Regions from separate parts of the Sus scrofa genome. Here region 2 is linked to region 1. Evidence: chromatin contacts called from public HiChIP or PLAC-seq data. All regions are on one chromosome and are shown on one strand. The core of a region is the stretch at or near the end of the contact, and the rest is flanking DNA. Distances in the headings are between cores, read along the strand shown.

Evidence for each region. HiChIP or PLAC-seq counts read pairs in DNA pulled down with a chosen protein or histone mark.
Region 2: a contact with region 1 is called in an H3K27ac HiChIP or PLAC-seq map of alveolar macrophages. The contact joins the promoter of PRELID1 here to the promoter of DOK3 in region 1. A contact is called at or near these places in 2 of 5 promoter capture datasets (fetal liver and fetal skeletal muscle), 4 of 47 Hi-C or Micro-C datasets (blood, embryonic fibroblasts, liver and 1 more) and 1 of 2 datasets of contacts at active chromatin or transcription factors (alveolar macrophages).

What each region holds. Positions count from the first base shown.
Region 1 is chr2:80,435,584-80,443,290 of Sscrofa11.1, forward strand. It overlaps DOK3 (docking protein 3), which reads left to right and starts at 5,191. Exons shown (of 5, transcript XM_021084392.1): 1 at 5,191-5,354; 2 at 6,274-6,579. The coding sequence starts at 5,289. DDX41 (probable ATP-dependent RNA helicase DDX41) reads left to right here. Exons shown (of 20, transcript XM_021084371.1): 8 at 1-67; 9 at 158-294; 10 at 1,106-1,268; 11 at 1,413-1,544; 12 at 1,821-1,892; 13 at 1,997-2,093; 14 at 2,233-2,382; 15 at 2,467-2,538; 16 at 2,654-2,764; 17 at 2,928-5,354; 18 at 6,274-6,579. The coding sequence ends at 3,064.
Region 2 is chr2:80,642,426-80,649,745 of Sscrofa11.1, forward strand. It overlaps PRELID1 (PRELI domain containing 1), which reads right to left and starts at 3,965. Exons shown (of 5, transcript NM_001244208.1): 1 at 3,668-3,965; 2 at 2,859-3,084; 3 at 363-476; 4 at 170-248. The coding sequence starts at 3,759. RAB24 (RAB24, member RAS oncogene family) reads left to right here and starts at 4,072. Exons shown (of 8, transcript NM_001243906.1): 1 at 4,072-4,544; 2 at 4,628-4,696; 3 at 4,899-4,977; 4 at 5,083-5,150; 5 at 5,237-5,336; 6 at 5,560-5,610; 7 at 5,722-5,784; 8 at 5,903-6,251. The coding sequence starts at 4,428. The coding sequence ends at 5,967.

The sequences.
Region 1 (7,707 bases), core at 3,941-6,440:
GGAACAAGAGAAGAGGTTACCTTTCTCTAAGCGCGAAGGGCCCTATGGACTCATTATCTGCCCCTCGGTAAGATAAGCTGGCTGGGGTTGGGAGTGGGGGAATGCAGGGCACCAACAGGGCCACCTCTGGTAGCAGCCATTGCCCCTGTACCTACAGCGGGAGCTGGCCCGGCAGACCCACGGCATCCTGGAGTATTACTGCCGCCTGCTGCAGGAGGACAGCTCGCCACTCCTGCGCTGTGCCCTCTGCATCGGGGGCATGTCTGTCAAAGAGCAGATGGAGACCATCCGACAGTGAGTATAGGCACCCGACCCCCAGGGCATCCCCAAAGCCCCTAGGACCCTTTGCTTCAGCTCCTCGACAGATCCTTGTGGAAGCCTCCTGTGGGCCCAGCCAGTCTAATGGGGAGTCCCCAGTCTAATGGGGAGGCTGGCTGGAGTGGGACAGAGGGGTGTGGTGAAATACTGTGGGAACACAGTAGATGGAATGGAGGCCTCTGCCAGGTGAAGGAGTCAGGGCCTTCCAGGCAGAAGGCACAGAGGTGGTGGGCCCCAGAGTGTCCAGGGACCTCAGGGTTGTCCAGCGTGGTCTGTCCAGGAGGCTGAGTTACTAGGGCATGGCTGGACCTGTGCACACAGTGCAGTCCCTGACAGACATCACCAGATGTCTGTGGTTACAGACCGGCCAAACCCAGTCCCTGTTGCATAGGCATTTGCTAGTCAGAGAAGATGCAGACATGGAAAAAATGAATTCGGTATAGCAGGAAAGTGAGCCCATTTAGGCCTACTCGGGAGCTGCAGGAGCATAGGCTGAGGCCGATCTGAAGATTCAGGACAGTCCTCCTGGGAGTGATCTGGGAAAAGGGGGAAGGGTGTGCGAGGCTGGGGTGACCACATGGCTCTAGAAGAGCTGTGGCACAGAGCTGACTACAGTGCCCTCCAGGAGAGCTGTGTGCTGTCCACAGGGAAAGGTGGTAGCAGTGACAAGGAAGGGCAGGTGGGGAGAGACAGGAAGGAGGCCAGAGGGCAGAATGAGGTGGAGTGCCAGCCTCTGGATAGGGCTGAGCAGGTGGCCCTGACTTCAGGATCTCTGTTTGGTCCCCAGTGGCGTGCACATGATGGTGGCCACACCTGGGCGCCTCATGGATCTGCTGCAGAAGAAGATGGTCAGCCTGGACATCTGCCGTTACCTGGCCCTGGATGAGGCTGACCGCATGATCGACATGGGTTTTGAGGGCGACATCCGTACCATCTTCTCCTACTTCAAGGTGCTCCTCCCCACCTGGCCAGGCTGCTCCTGCCACCCTCCCCCTGCCTACCACCTTCAACTCTAGAGGGCCCTGCACTGCCCACCCACTGTCCCAGCTCCCCAGCCCCTACTTGCCCTCAGCCCCAGCCCTACTCTTCCTCAGGGCCAGCGACAGACCCTGCTCTTCAGTGCCACCATGCCTAAGAAGATTCAGAATTTCGCCAAGAGCGCCTTGGTAAAGCCTGTCACGATCAACGTGGGGCGCGCCGGGGCTGCCAGCCTGGATGTCATCCAGGTGGGCACGCACTCCTGATGGCCAGCACCCGTGAGGGCTGGAGCTGGCGAGGTTCCCTTGAGGCTGATTGGAGCCGGGTGAGGGGGCCACCTTGTGAGCACTAGGGGTTCCATTCACAGCCCTGGCCCTTAGCAGGAATCCTTCTTAGGCTGCTCAGCCCTTGGCAAGGGGCTTCTGGTTGCCTTGTAGTCGGGACTGGGGGCCCGTCCTCTGTGGCAGGGCCATGGCTGGTGAGCCGGTTCTCAGGACCACCTGACCTGTTCCTGGTGGTGGCAGGAAGTGGAATACGTGAAGGAGGAAGCCAAGATGGTGTACCTGCTCGAGTGCCTGCAGAAGACACCGCCGCCCGTGAGTGCCGCCAGCCAGGCCGGCCCAAGGGCAGCATCCCCCGGGCAGGTCGTGGGGGCCCAAGGGAGTCAGCCCCTGTGTCTAGAATTGGTTTTCCCGGACAGGTGCTCATCTTTGCGGAGAAGAAGGCAGATGTAGACGCCATCCACGAGTACCTGCTGCTCAAGGGAGTCGAGGCTGTGGCCATCCATGGGGGCAAAGGTCAGGATGGCACATGCATAGGCATGGACCCTGCTGCCATAGCAGCCCCTCATCTTATCCCTTCCCCTGCCTGGCTGGCCTGCTGCTACTCCCCAGACTCCTGCTGTCGCCCTAACAACTCCTGCCTGACCCTTCCCAGACCAGGAGGAAAGGACCAAGGCCATCGAGGCGTTCCGGGAGGGCAAGAAGGATGTCCTGGTAGCCACAGACGTAGCCTCCAAGGGCCTGGACTTCCCTGCCATCCAGCATGTCATCAATTATGACATGCCTGAGGAGATCGAGAATTATGGTGGGGAGCTTGGGGGGTCAGGGGAGTGGGCTAGGCCCGAGCCCCTGGGCAGCGGGCCAGAGGATCTGTTCCCTCTCTCTGCAGTGCACCGTATCGGCCGCACTGGGCGCTCAGGAAACACAGGCATCGCCACCACCTTCATCAACAAGGCCTGTGGTGAGTCTGTTACCAGGGCCACCTCAGCTGCCTTCCCAGTCCTCCACCTGTGACCACCCAGGTCCTGGCTGCAGGGCCCAGGGCTGGACCTGATGGCTCCCTGCTACCCCAACAGATGAGTCAGTGCTGATGGACCTCAAAGCCCTGCTGCTGGAGGCCAAGCAGAAAGTTCCACCTGTGCTGCAAGTGCTACACTGTGGAGACGAGTCCATGCTGGACATTGGAGGTGATGTGGGGTGGGAGTCTGGTGGGGGTGTGAGGGGAACACCACGGGACAAGTCCATGCTGCCCCTCAGTGCACTGTGGGTCTGGTGGGAGGGCTGAGGTTTAGGGCATGGTACCTGGCCCCATCACCATGCTGACCCTTGGCCCATGCCCCATGCCCCCAGGAGAGCGTGGCTGTGCTTTCTGTGGGGGCCTGGGCCATCGGATCACTGACTGCCCCAAACTCGAGGCTATGCAGACGAAGCAGGTTAGCAACATTGGCCGCAAGGACTACCTGGCCCACAGCTCCATGGACTTCTGAGCCAGGTGTCATCCGCCCTTCTCTCCAAGGGGCCTCCATCCCTGGGGCTCCATCCGCCTCCCCAACACGCCAGCCCCATGAACAAGACATTGGCATCTTTGGCCCAGCTGGCCTGGGTTGGGCCAGGCTGGACCTGGCTACCTGCTCCCTGTGCTCCCTGGAATTACTATTTTTGCTCCCCTTTACCCTAGCTACGATTAAAGCACAAGCCTTTCTGGTCTCAGCCTCTGTTTCACCTCCTTTTCTCCCTGCTTCCTGGGGAGGCCTCACCCACTGACCTCCAGAGCCTCTCTGAGGTAGGGCCTTGGCGTCTCCCACCAGCACCACCAATAGCCAGCCTGCTGGTACTCAGTGTGGAAGGAACTGCCTAACTGGGCCCCTCTCTGGGGACCGAGGGGATCTCCTCCAGGCTACCTGGACTCATGACTCAGGAAAGGACTACATTGGTGGACCAAGAGGAAATGGTTGGGTTTTTCTGATCTCTCTGGTTGGCTGTTATAACCTCCAGCCCTGCCCCAACCTCCCTCTTGTCAGTGTCTCAAGCTCTTGGGGCTTTTCCCAGGGGCCTCTTGGGAGGCGACTTCCTGCCTCAGGCCCCTACCCATGCAGGCTTTCAGTAGGGAACCCTCTGCTCCATTTGCTGAGGGGGAAGCAGATGCCACAGGATTCAGGCCACAAGCACCCACTGACCCAGCTCTGTGCCCAGCTATGAGTGGGGCTCAGGACCCAGATGAGCCAAGCAGATGCCCTCTGAGAAGTTCACAGGTAAGGGGACAGACAGATCAGCCTTGAATGAACATGGACTGTGGTCATGAGACTGCTGGCATATGAGCCAGGATTTCAACATCTGGCAAGGGGTAGGCAGAGAAAAGCGCTGGCAGCAGCTCCTCTGTGCCTGGTACTTCATGTATGAGGCCACAGGGTTATCCCAGCAGGACAGCAGTTGCTCAAGCCTTGGGCAAGTTACTTAATGTTTCTGAGCCTTGATTTCCTCATCCTTGAACTGGCAGTGAGAATGCAAAGGACATGGTATCTGAGGCTGCTGGAGCTCGCGACTGCCTGGGCCACAGTGGGCACAAAGCCAGTGAACAGTGCCCTAGGAAAAGATTTCCTGCCTGAGAAACTACAAACCCCACATGTGCTACCCCCCCACCCCCCTGCAAAAGAAAACCAGTATTCTTCAACCTATTAGATGTTCCTTGGCAAAGGTGGCACTGAATGAATGCCATGAGGCTGTCCCCAGAATCCAGGTCCTCCCACAAGCCCCGGCCCCAGGCTCCCCCAGCAAGAAGCAAAACTTAAAAAGCGTGTGAGCTCTCTAGGGGGCCTGCTAGGGGTGTGCCACACACGCTCACGTGGCTGGGGCCCAGTCATGGGGACTGAGGCCTTTGTGCTCTCAGACAGCGTGGCAGTCAGGGGAGGGCTCCTGGAGGAAGAGACCCCAGTGTGCCAAGCAGCCCAGGGGTGAGAGGTGCCCTGGAGGGGCCAGGCTAGGGGAGGTGGAGACCAGAACACACAGCACCTTGAGTGCTGGGCCAAGGAATCCAAGCTAGACCCAAGGGCACTAGGAGCCAGAAAATGTTTAGGGAGGGGAAACACGAGTAGGTTTGGGGTTGGTGGAGAGGTCCGGGTGGGCCCAGGTGGGGCCATGGTTCAAAGGAGAAATGCCAAGGCTGGCAATGGGCAGGGGCTGTGAAAATGGGGAGGAGCAAGAGAGTATTAGAACCCTTTCCGGGATAAAGACAAGCAAACTAACCAGGACTCCAAGTGGGAAAGCACAGAGTTTGCCTGTCTGGCTAGAGAAAGGTCCTGGAGGGCACAGGGTGGTGGGAATGCCAGGCCCCTGTGTACGGAAGAGCTCCTGCATGGGGGAGGGGTCAGAGCTCATGACTCGAGAGCCAGCTTGTGGTCAGATGTTCACACCCAGCTGACCTGGGCTGGCACGGGTCATCTGCCCTCGGGGGGGGGGGTCTGAGGCCCCTGCCAGGCACTAGTGGGCACCTTGGGTCAGCTTGAACCCCAAGGAAGGAGTATGTGATGCCCTCTCCCCCCATCCTAGCTCCTTTACTGCAGGCAGGGCTCCCCTCCCCCCAGCCCTGCAGCTGCCTCTCTGGACAGAGGGAGGGGGAAGTGGCCAGAAGGGGAAGTATAAGGAGTTCCCCTCCGGCCTGTCACCAGTCTCCTCAGGCCCTCAGAGTGGCGGCCCTGAGTCCCGGCCACGGCCATGGAGCCTCTAGAGACCCCCATCAAGGATGGCATCCTCTACCAGCAGCAAGTCAAATTTGGCAAGGTGGGGACCCTGGCTGCCAGGCAGCTGCCTAGGACAGGTGGTGGGCTTCCGCCCCTGCCCACAGGGACCTGGGAGGGTGGGGGAGGGAGTCAGGCTCCGGGAGCCAAACCGGGTGTGGGGGAGTGGGACAGAGCCCGTTCCTGTCCTCAGCCCAGCGTGGGGCTGAGGGAGTGCTTTTGAGACCCTGCCTCATTACAGACGGGAGCGAGAGTGGGGAGGGTCTAAGAATACAACCTTTGGGGCAGGGCAGAACCCAGGGGCTGGCTAATCCAACAGCCTTCCATCCCAACTACTAGTGACACCGAGGCCCCCTCAGGAGGTCTGCGGGCTGAGCTGGAGGAGCTCCCCACCTCCAGGATAGAACCCCATCCTTCAGAAGAGGGCTCAGCTCCTCCCAGCCCTGTCCTGGGGTAGCAGGCACTGCACACCCTCAGCTCAGCTGCAGCTGCTGCCCAGGCAGATAAACCGTCTGTTTCCTTTGCTCGGTATTATTTGCATGTTTCCTTCCTTGCCATCATGAGACTGAGGCCTCCTGCCTGCCCCAGCCTTGTCCTGTGGTCCAACTGACCTTTTCTTTGTGGGGGCTGGGCATCAACATAACTGTCAGGTGCCATGCTCCAGCCACTAGATAACTTTATAGACATTACCCAGTACAAGTCCTAACCCTGTGTTCTCATGGCCTTTGGAGAGACGAGGACTCTAGTGCCTATGGGGATCACAGGAAAGCATGGGGTGGATTTGAACCCAGGATTGAATGACCCCAAACACAGACTCTTCCCCTTGCCAGGCTGGCTCCAGAAAGACACCTGCTGCCTGAGGAGGTGGGGGAGGCAGAGGCCAGTGTGGGTGGCCAGTTGGCTGAGCGGCTTGTGCTGGGCTGAGCTGCAGGGAGCCCCTTCCCCATCTTTGTCTCCCGCAGAAGTCTTGGCGGAAGATGTGGGGTCTGCTGTATGCGGGAGGCCCATCAGGCGTGGCACGGCTGGAGAGCTGGGAGTTTCGGGATGGTGGCCTGGGGCCAACAGGTGACAGGTCTGGGGGGCCCAGCCGGCGGGGGGAGAGGCGGGTCATCCGCCTGGCCGACTGTGTGTCCGTGCTGCCGGCTGATGGTGAGAGCTGTCCCCGGGACACCAGCGCCTTCCTGCTCACCACCACGGAGCGAAGCCACCTGCTGGCTGCACAGCACCGCCAGGAGTGGATGGACCCCATCTGCCAGCTGGCCTTCCCGGTGAGCACAAGGCAGGCGGGCAGGGACTCTGGGGGCTGGCCAGGGAGACCACCTCACCCGACCTGGTTCATCTCCGTGCTCACTCATATCCTGTCACTCAGCAAGCACCTGCCAAGCCCCTACAAGCCTGGGAAACAGCGCAAGCCCACATTACAAGTCTTAGATGACCACACGTGCTTTGGAGAAAATGAGAGGCTGGATGGAACCAGAAGTGACGGGGGACGTTAGACAGGATGGTCCAGGAAGGCTTCTCAAGGGAGGAGAGGGCACCTCAAGGACAAATAACCCCCCAGGCAAAGATCTGAAGACAGAGTGTCCTAGACCCAGGTCTGAGGGGTCTCCTAAACAGACGGAGCGGCATGGGCAAGGGCTCTTTGACAGGGAAAAGCCTGGTGTTCAAGAGGCAGAAGGGCAAGTGTGGCTGGAGGATAAAGGGGGCTGATGCCAGGAAGAGGCAACAGTGGAGAGTTTGGTGGGAGCCCAGCTGAAACTGCCTTGGGCCAGATGTAGAGTTTCTGGTTTTATTCCAAGGGAGTAGAGAAACCTTTGGGGAGTTGGACCCAGAGACTGAGCTTAACAGGGTCTGTGATGGACCAAAAGGAAATGAATGGCGGTTCCTCAAAAATTAAACAGAGTTACCATATGACCCAGCAATTCCACTCCTGGGCATTTATCCAGGAGAACTGAAACAGGTGTTCAAACAAAACTTGTACAGGAATCTTCAGAGCAGCATTATTCACACTAGCCCAAAGATGCAAACAACCCAAATGTCCATCAACTGATGAATGGATAAACCAAATGCGGTTTATCCATGCAACAGAACATCACTTGCCCATGAAAAGGAATGAAGCAGTGACACATGCCATGACATGGATGGACATCGAAAACATGCTAAATCAGAGAATCCAGACGCTAAAGTCTTCACATTGTATGATTCTATTTACATGAAATAGCCAGAACAGACAAATCCATAGCAATGGAATGCAGGTTAGTGGTTGCGGGGTGTTGGGGAGAGGGGAGAATGGAGAATGACAGCTAATAAGTACGGGGTTTCCATTTGTAGTGAAAAGGTTCTAAATTATACTCTTTCTTTTTAGGGCCCATGCCTGCGGCATGTGGAAGTTGCCC
Region 2 (7,320 bases), core at 2,715-5,214, 210 kb after region 1:
AACCACCCCCGGGACATTCACCTCCTCTGCCTCAGGCCCTGCAGGAAATACTCAGGGTCCAGATGAGTTGCAGGCGGGGCTCAGAATAGGGTGTGACAGCCCCAGGCTCCAGCCCAGTCAGCGCAGCTAGGACTTGACCCTGGCCTCTGCCTGTGCCCAGAGCGCTCACCTTGCAGCTTGGCCAAGATGTATTCAAAACCCTTCATAGTCTTGGTCACGTTGCTTTTGAACCGGGCGAGACCAAATTCCTGGCAAAACATGAGAAGGGGAAGGCTTCTGGGCTGCCCAGTGACCCCTCAGCCCCAACCCTAGGTCAAATGCCCTGGCCCCCAGAGCCCTGGTCCCCCCACAACACTGCTCACCTGCACAGCTCTGGAGACACCAAATAAGCTAGAGGAGACCCAGGCTTCCCGGCGGATTTCGGTCCAGCTGTTGTTATCAGAGTTCACACGGTAAACACATCGTTCCTCCACCACCTGTACAGTCAAGTCAGTCACAATAGTGGGAGTCTTTCACTTTGCCAGCTCGCACATAAATCTGATCCCCATTTATTCCTGGGGAAGCAATAAAGTGAAAACTGATTCCCTTTCCTTACTGTATTCCCAAGCTGCACTTCAGAAAGAGAGTAAGATGATGAAAAAAGTAACTTTGCTCTCTAATATCTTCTCTGACACTTCAAACTAAAATATGGACTCTCGGGAGTTCACGTCCTGGTGCAGCGGAAACAAATCCGACTAGGAACCATGAGGTTATGGGTTTGATCCCTGGCCTCGCTCAGTGTGTTAAGGATCCAGCGCTGCCATGAGGTGTGGTGTAGGTTGCAGATGTGGCTCTGATTAGACCCCCTAGCCTGGGAACCTCCATGTGCTGGGATGCAGCCCTAAAAAAAAAAAAGAAAAGAAAATATGGATTCTTGAGTTCCCATTGTGGCACAGCAGAAGCAAATCTGACTAGGAAACACGAGGTTGCGGGTTCGATCCCTGGTCTCACTCAGTGGGTTAAGGATCTGGCATGGCTGTGGCTGTGGCCAGCAGCTACAGCTCCGATTTGACCCCTGGGAACCTCCCTATGCCACAGATGCGGCCCTAAAAAAAATAAAAAATACGGACTCTTGAAATCAGCAGAGGGCCTTCCAGCTCCACCCTGGCTCTTTGTCTTTTTTTTTTTTTCTTTTTTCTTTTTAGGGCTGAACCCGAGGCATATGGAGGTTCCCAGGCTAGGGGTTCAATAGGAACTACAGCTGATGGCCTATGCCAGCCACACGGGATCCAAGCAAGGTCTGCGACCTACACCTCAGCTCACGGTGAAACTCTTTTTTTCTGGTCTTTTTATCTTTGTCCTTTTACATCTAGATATGTGCAGTGTTTTTAGCCTGCCTTCCACTCACTTTGGCTCTTGAGCTCTTGGCACTTCAAATAAAAGTGAAAATCTGGCCATCACCACAGCTCTCATCATCAGAGGAGGAAGTGAACCTACACTTCCAAGAGAAACACTTAAAAAACATCGCTCACAGCTGGAATGACAGAGATTTCTCAGGGCTGGGTCTTGGTAATTTACAAAGCACAGAGATAGTGCCCTCCGGGCAGTCAGCTGTGAGGCCCACAGATAACTCTGGGGCAGAGAATTAAGGTGCCTCCTCACTCGGTGACTTTATAGGATACTTCCCCTCTCTGAACCTCACTTTCTCTTTGTGCAACAGACAGTAATACCCACCTCCGTGTGTCACTGTGAAAATTAGCTGAGAAAGAGAGAGTCCTCTGAAAGCTTCCAGGGTATTCACATGTAAGAAATTACTGTAAAGCTCCTTAAACTAAACCTCAGGTTTTGCAGACGAGGCTCAGATCCCTTGTGGCGCAGCAGAAACGAATCCAACTGGGAACCATAAGGTTGCAGGTTTGCTCCCTGGCCTTGTTGAGTGAGTGGGTTAAGGATCTGGTGTGGTGTGAGCTATAGTATAGGTCAAAGACATGGCTTGGATCCTGCATGGCTGTGGTGTAGGCCGGCAGCTGTAGCTCCCATGGACCCCTGGCCTGGGAACCTCCATATGCTGTGGGTGCCGCCCTGAAAAGACAAAAAAACAAAACAAGAACTCGGCTTTTCAAGCCTTTTTCTTTTCTATCATTTTAGGGGCCACACTTGCAGCATATGGAAGTTCCCCGGCTAGGGGTTTAATCAGAGCTATAGCTGCCGGCCTATACCACAGCCATAGCAACAAGGGATCTGAGCCTCGTCTGCAACCGACACCACAGCTCACGGCAATGCCGGATCCTTAACCCACTGAGTGAAGCCAGGGATCGAACCCACATCCTCATGGGTACTAGTCGGATTCATTTCCACTGTGCCACAATGGAACTTCCTTTTTTTTTTTTTTTTTTTTTAAACAAAGCAAGAGATCAAAAGTATGTGGAGCCCTCTTCTTCTGAAATCCCTTACATAAGATAGATAAAAGACTCCCCTAGTCAACGTGGGGCAAGAGCCCCAGGTCCTCTCCCCTCTGAGGCAGAGCCAAGCCAAGGCACCATTATGGTTTGATGGATTCCTGTTTGAAAACCCTGCCTCTCTCGCTCAGCATCACTCCTATGACCCAACCTATACACTTGTCAGAAACAGTATGAATGCTCTGCATTTAGTACTTGCAACAACTCTGTAAAACAGGTGCCCCTCCTCCACTGTATGAATGAGTCAAAAGGCAGGTCCAGAGGAGCTGACCAGCTCAAAAGACAATTTGAGTTTGCATTCTAGAGCCATCACTCCTCAGCAATCCATATCTACTTGGATTGCAGAAACTCCTTCGTGGCTCCCTAGTCACATGTACCTGCAGCTCTCTACTTTTGAGGGGACCGAGAGAGGGGTCTCACCATCAGCCGGGCGTGGTTGATGTTCCAGGTGAAGGTGGTCATGGTCTGGTTCTGTGGGTCCACGATAGAATCCTCCAGGATGTACACTGAGTGAGCAACATTGGCAGGAAACAGTCGCTCAGCCCAGCGGGGCATCCTGTTTGTCTTGGTCAGGAGTCGCCGGGACAGGAGCTTCTGGTCAGGGGTCACTTCCCGGTGCACTATGTCTTCCGTCAAGACATGTTTGCTGCAGGTGTCAGGGTGAAGGTGACCCTCAGAAGGCTGGCCCTAAGACACTGCTTGTTGGGGTTCCCATCTGGAGCCTCCAAGCCCAGAAACGCCATGCCTTTCCCCAGACCTGCTGTGTGACCTGTATTGTGGCTCAGACCTAACTATGAGCCTATCCCAGGGCAAATTCCAACTCCCGCCCCTTCGCTGACCTGGATTTCGGGGCCTCCCAACAGGGCTGGACTTCATGATTTATTGCACCACTGGAGAGAGTCACAGGCAGAGTAGAAGGCAAGCGCCCGGACTTCCAACCCCAAGATCCCTCCCCAACTCCTGTGCCGCCGCCTTTTCCTGTTTCACCATCCTGCGATGAGAGAACCTTAGACTTGAACCTCAAGTAAACCACTACCCAGACCCAGCCTTCTTCTAGTACCTTGCAGGCCTAGCCTAGCCGCTTCACCGATAGGGTCGTTTTGCCCTAAACATGGCCCCGGTTCCGGCGATGCCCCCACCTCAGACTCGAAGTCGAGTCTTTCCTGGCCCCCTACAATCCAATCTCCAAAAAGCAAGGTGGGAAGGTACCTCTTTATAGGGCCACGTACCTATAGGGATTCGGGTACCGCTGCCAGAAGGCAGCAAACACTTGGTCCCAGGAACTCCGGAGCACGCTCTGGCCCAGGAAATACTTCACCATCGTCCCGGCCGGGGCGGGCTCAGCACCCGCGCAGCATCAGCCGTGCGGCGCCCGGGGCGGGGGGCAAGCGGAGGCTAGGCTGGAGCTCTTTGCCCGGCTACCAGGCTAGGAGGTCAGTCACCACTGTGCCGCGCCCAACCAGCCACAGCCGCCGCCATGAGGAATTATCAGGCTGCGCGCCACTTCCGGCGCAGTCTCGCAGAATCCACCTCTTCCGGCGCCTGCCCATGTGACCCAGAGGTTCCGCCCCTACACCCCCTCCCACCCGGCGCCGGAATCGCGGCGCTGCGGGCTGGAGGCAGGTTGAAGGGTCTTCCAGCCTCCGTAGGGAATCCGTGCCCCAGCGGCCTTTAAGCCAGGCGGGCAAGTGAGTCGTAGCGCAATCGAGCGAGCTGGGCGGCGGCGTGGCGCCGTTGAGGGCGCTACCCCGCGCGCTCCTAGGCCGCCCCGGGTCCTGGGCTCCTCGAAGGAGGATCAGCGCCCGGGGCTGAAGAGCGGGGGCGTAGGGAGGCTCTGCCGTCGTTCAAGCTCGTAGCGGCGTCTGGAGCCGGAGGTTGGCGCCTGGGGTCGGGAACTGAGTCTTGGGCGCTGCTCGCCGGAGCGGAGATCCGGGTTTGCCCCCTGCCCCCCGCTCAGGACCGAGACGCGGGTGAGGCGACCCTGGGAGCATGAGCGGGCAGCGCGTGGACGTCAAGGTGGTGATGCTGGGAAAGGAGTACGTGGGCAAGACCAGCCTGGTGGAGCGATATGTGCACGACCGCTTCCTGGTGGGGCCCTATCAGAACGTGAGTGCGCCCGGCTGGGCCCCTGGCGGGTGGGAGGGGGCTAGCCCGCACCCACGTCCCTGATCGTTTCTTTCTGGTTGCAGACCATTGGGGCCGCCTTCGTGGCCAAGGTGATGTCCGTGGGGGACCGGACGGTGACTTTGGGTATTTGGGTAAGTTCTCTGGGCAAGTTGTTCTGGGAAAACCTATTCCTAAGGAGGCGTAGGTTCTGTCAGTAGACTGATTTGTAGCCTCTTAGAGGCCATTTCTCTTCTCTAGACCCCAGCTTAAAAACGGGGGTCTGGAGGATGTGGTATTAGTTTGCAGTCTTGATCAGTAACTCAGGCCAGCGCTGAGCCTCCCCCTGCCCTTCAGGACACAGCAGGCTCTGAGCGCTATGAGGCCATGAGCCGAATCTACTACCGGGGCGCCAAGGCTGCCATCGTCTGCTATGGTAAGGAGGGATTTGGCCTGTTTCTGGAATAAGGGGTGGGTGCCAAACTGGCCTTACAGAGCAGCCCCTGACCCTTGGTTGTGTTTTCCTGTGTCCCATACCAAGACCTGACAGACAGCAGCAGCTTTGAACGGGCAAAGTTTTGGGTGAAAGAACTGCGCAACCTAGAGGAGGTAGGTGCCTACACCTCACCAGACCAGGCAGGGGCTAGGGGCCTGGTGGTCCAGGGGAAGGACCCTGACCTTGTTTTCTGCTCCAGGGTTGTCAGATCTACTTATGTGGCACCAAGAGTGATCTGCTGGAGGAGGACAGAAGGCGTCGACGTGTGGACTTCCACGACGTCCAGGACTATGCAGACAGTAGCTGTTCCTTGGTTCCTTGGGTGTGGGGGAAGGAAGTGGCTGCTTGCTTGGGTCAAGAAAATAGGGGCTGCCTTGGCTACCAACAGCAAGATCCCTGTGGGAAGCCTTTCACTGACCTTGAATCTCTGGGGTCCAGAAGATTCCCTGTACTGCTGGCCTTCCCCTTTGTCAGTGCGCACCCAGTTCTCAGGTATGAAGCTTCAGTCACTTCTCTTTACAGATATCAAAGCTCAGCTCTTTGAAACATCCAGCAAGACAGGCCAAAGCGTGGGTGAGTGTTGGCCAGGACTCACAGCAAAACAGGCAGGGGCAACAAAGGAGGCAGAAAAGAGCCTAGAGTGCTGGGTTATTGGTCCTCAATGATCACTCTTTTTCCTGCCAGACGAGCTCTTCCAGAAAGTGGCAGAAGATTACGTCAGTGTGGCTGCCTTCCAGGTGATGACAGGTGTGTCATTCCCTAGCCCTGTGGAGACTTCCTCTAGGCCTACTGCATCTGGCCCCCTTCATGAGTTACCTGATCCCCCAAAAGAATGATGCTCAGCTGCCACCTCTCTCTTTGACAGAGGACAAGGGAGTGGACCTGGGCCAGAAGGCAAACCCCTACTTCTACAGCTGTTGTCACCACTGAGTCACCATTCACCTGGCCTGGGGGAATTAAAGGAACTCCCCCAGAGAGGCTGGACCTAGCTCTTGTCTGGGCTTGGGTGATCAAACGTCTGAGCTACCCCGGGGCCCCATGGCAGCAGAGGTGGCACCTGCCTGTGCTGGCCCATGGAAGAGAGGCAGCATTGGACTGACTGAGGGGCACAAGGAGGATAAGGGCTGATTTGGATCTCAGACTTCTGCCCTGGACGTGTCTACAGATTAAGTGGCTTCTGATTTGTAAATAAAATCAATGCACTGTGAATCACACTCAGCCCCCTTCCCTGCTGTGTGGATTGGGTGTCAAGACACCTAGCACTTTCTGGGGCCACCTGGCTGGCCTCACTTCCTATATTAAGGCTCATCCCGCTCTTATTTTCTTTTGTAATCCAAGTACCTTCACCCCAGGGTTGCAGCTGTGATAACGGAGAAACAAAATGGCCCTTTCCTATTCTTGGCAGCAGCAGGGGCGGGGTGGGGGTGACAAAGAGAAGCTGGGGTTGGGCAGTGCAAAGCTCCCAATTCCTTCTTCATCCTAAGAAGCATAAGGAAGGCACTGAAATGGTATTCAGAGATCAAAAGGTCAATCCCTTCTACCTCAGGCTCTGGCTGGCTCTCTGGCGTCCGTCATGACTAGGTCCATGAGGACTAGGCCCATGAGTCATCCCTGTGGCTCAGATCGTAAGATTCCCAGCAACACCCTACAATGTGGCTTAATAGTAGAAAAATCATAGGCTCTGCAAGACTTAGGAAGGTCTTATGGATCCAGATTGGGATCCAACACAGCTACTTAGAAAAGGGACTTAAATTTGGCCAGTGTTTCTGATCTGTAAAATGAGATGACCGCTACCCAGTTCAAAGACGGTAAAGATATGAATAAGAGTAACTGTACGCTAAACGCTTGTCTTCCCATACTCTTCCTTGGGACAACTGAGTTCAGGACTAAGTCAGAAGGGGAAACATACTCCCAGGGTTCCTTTAAAGCATATTTTTAGTACAAATACTTCTGAAGGATCAGATGTTATTGTAGACAGGGCTGACCCTTCCGGGTATGGGAGGCTCAGCCCTTGGCCTTTGCTTTCCCATTTTAGGCCTGGGCCAGGTCCTCTGCAGTAACCAGGACCTAACTTGGCCAAGACAGTCAGACTCGCACTCAGAGAGTACTTTGGTTCCACTTCCTTTTTAAAAACCAATTCCTCAAAATACCCTTCCTTCGTGGGTTATGGAGGCTTCCTGTGTAGGGACTGAAACTGACACCAGCCACTCCCCAAAGGAGGCAGACATTCTGACAGCTTTGGGCTACTGGAAGGTAACCCACACCACTCCCACTGGATGCTTG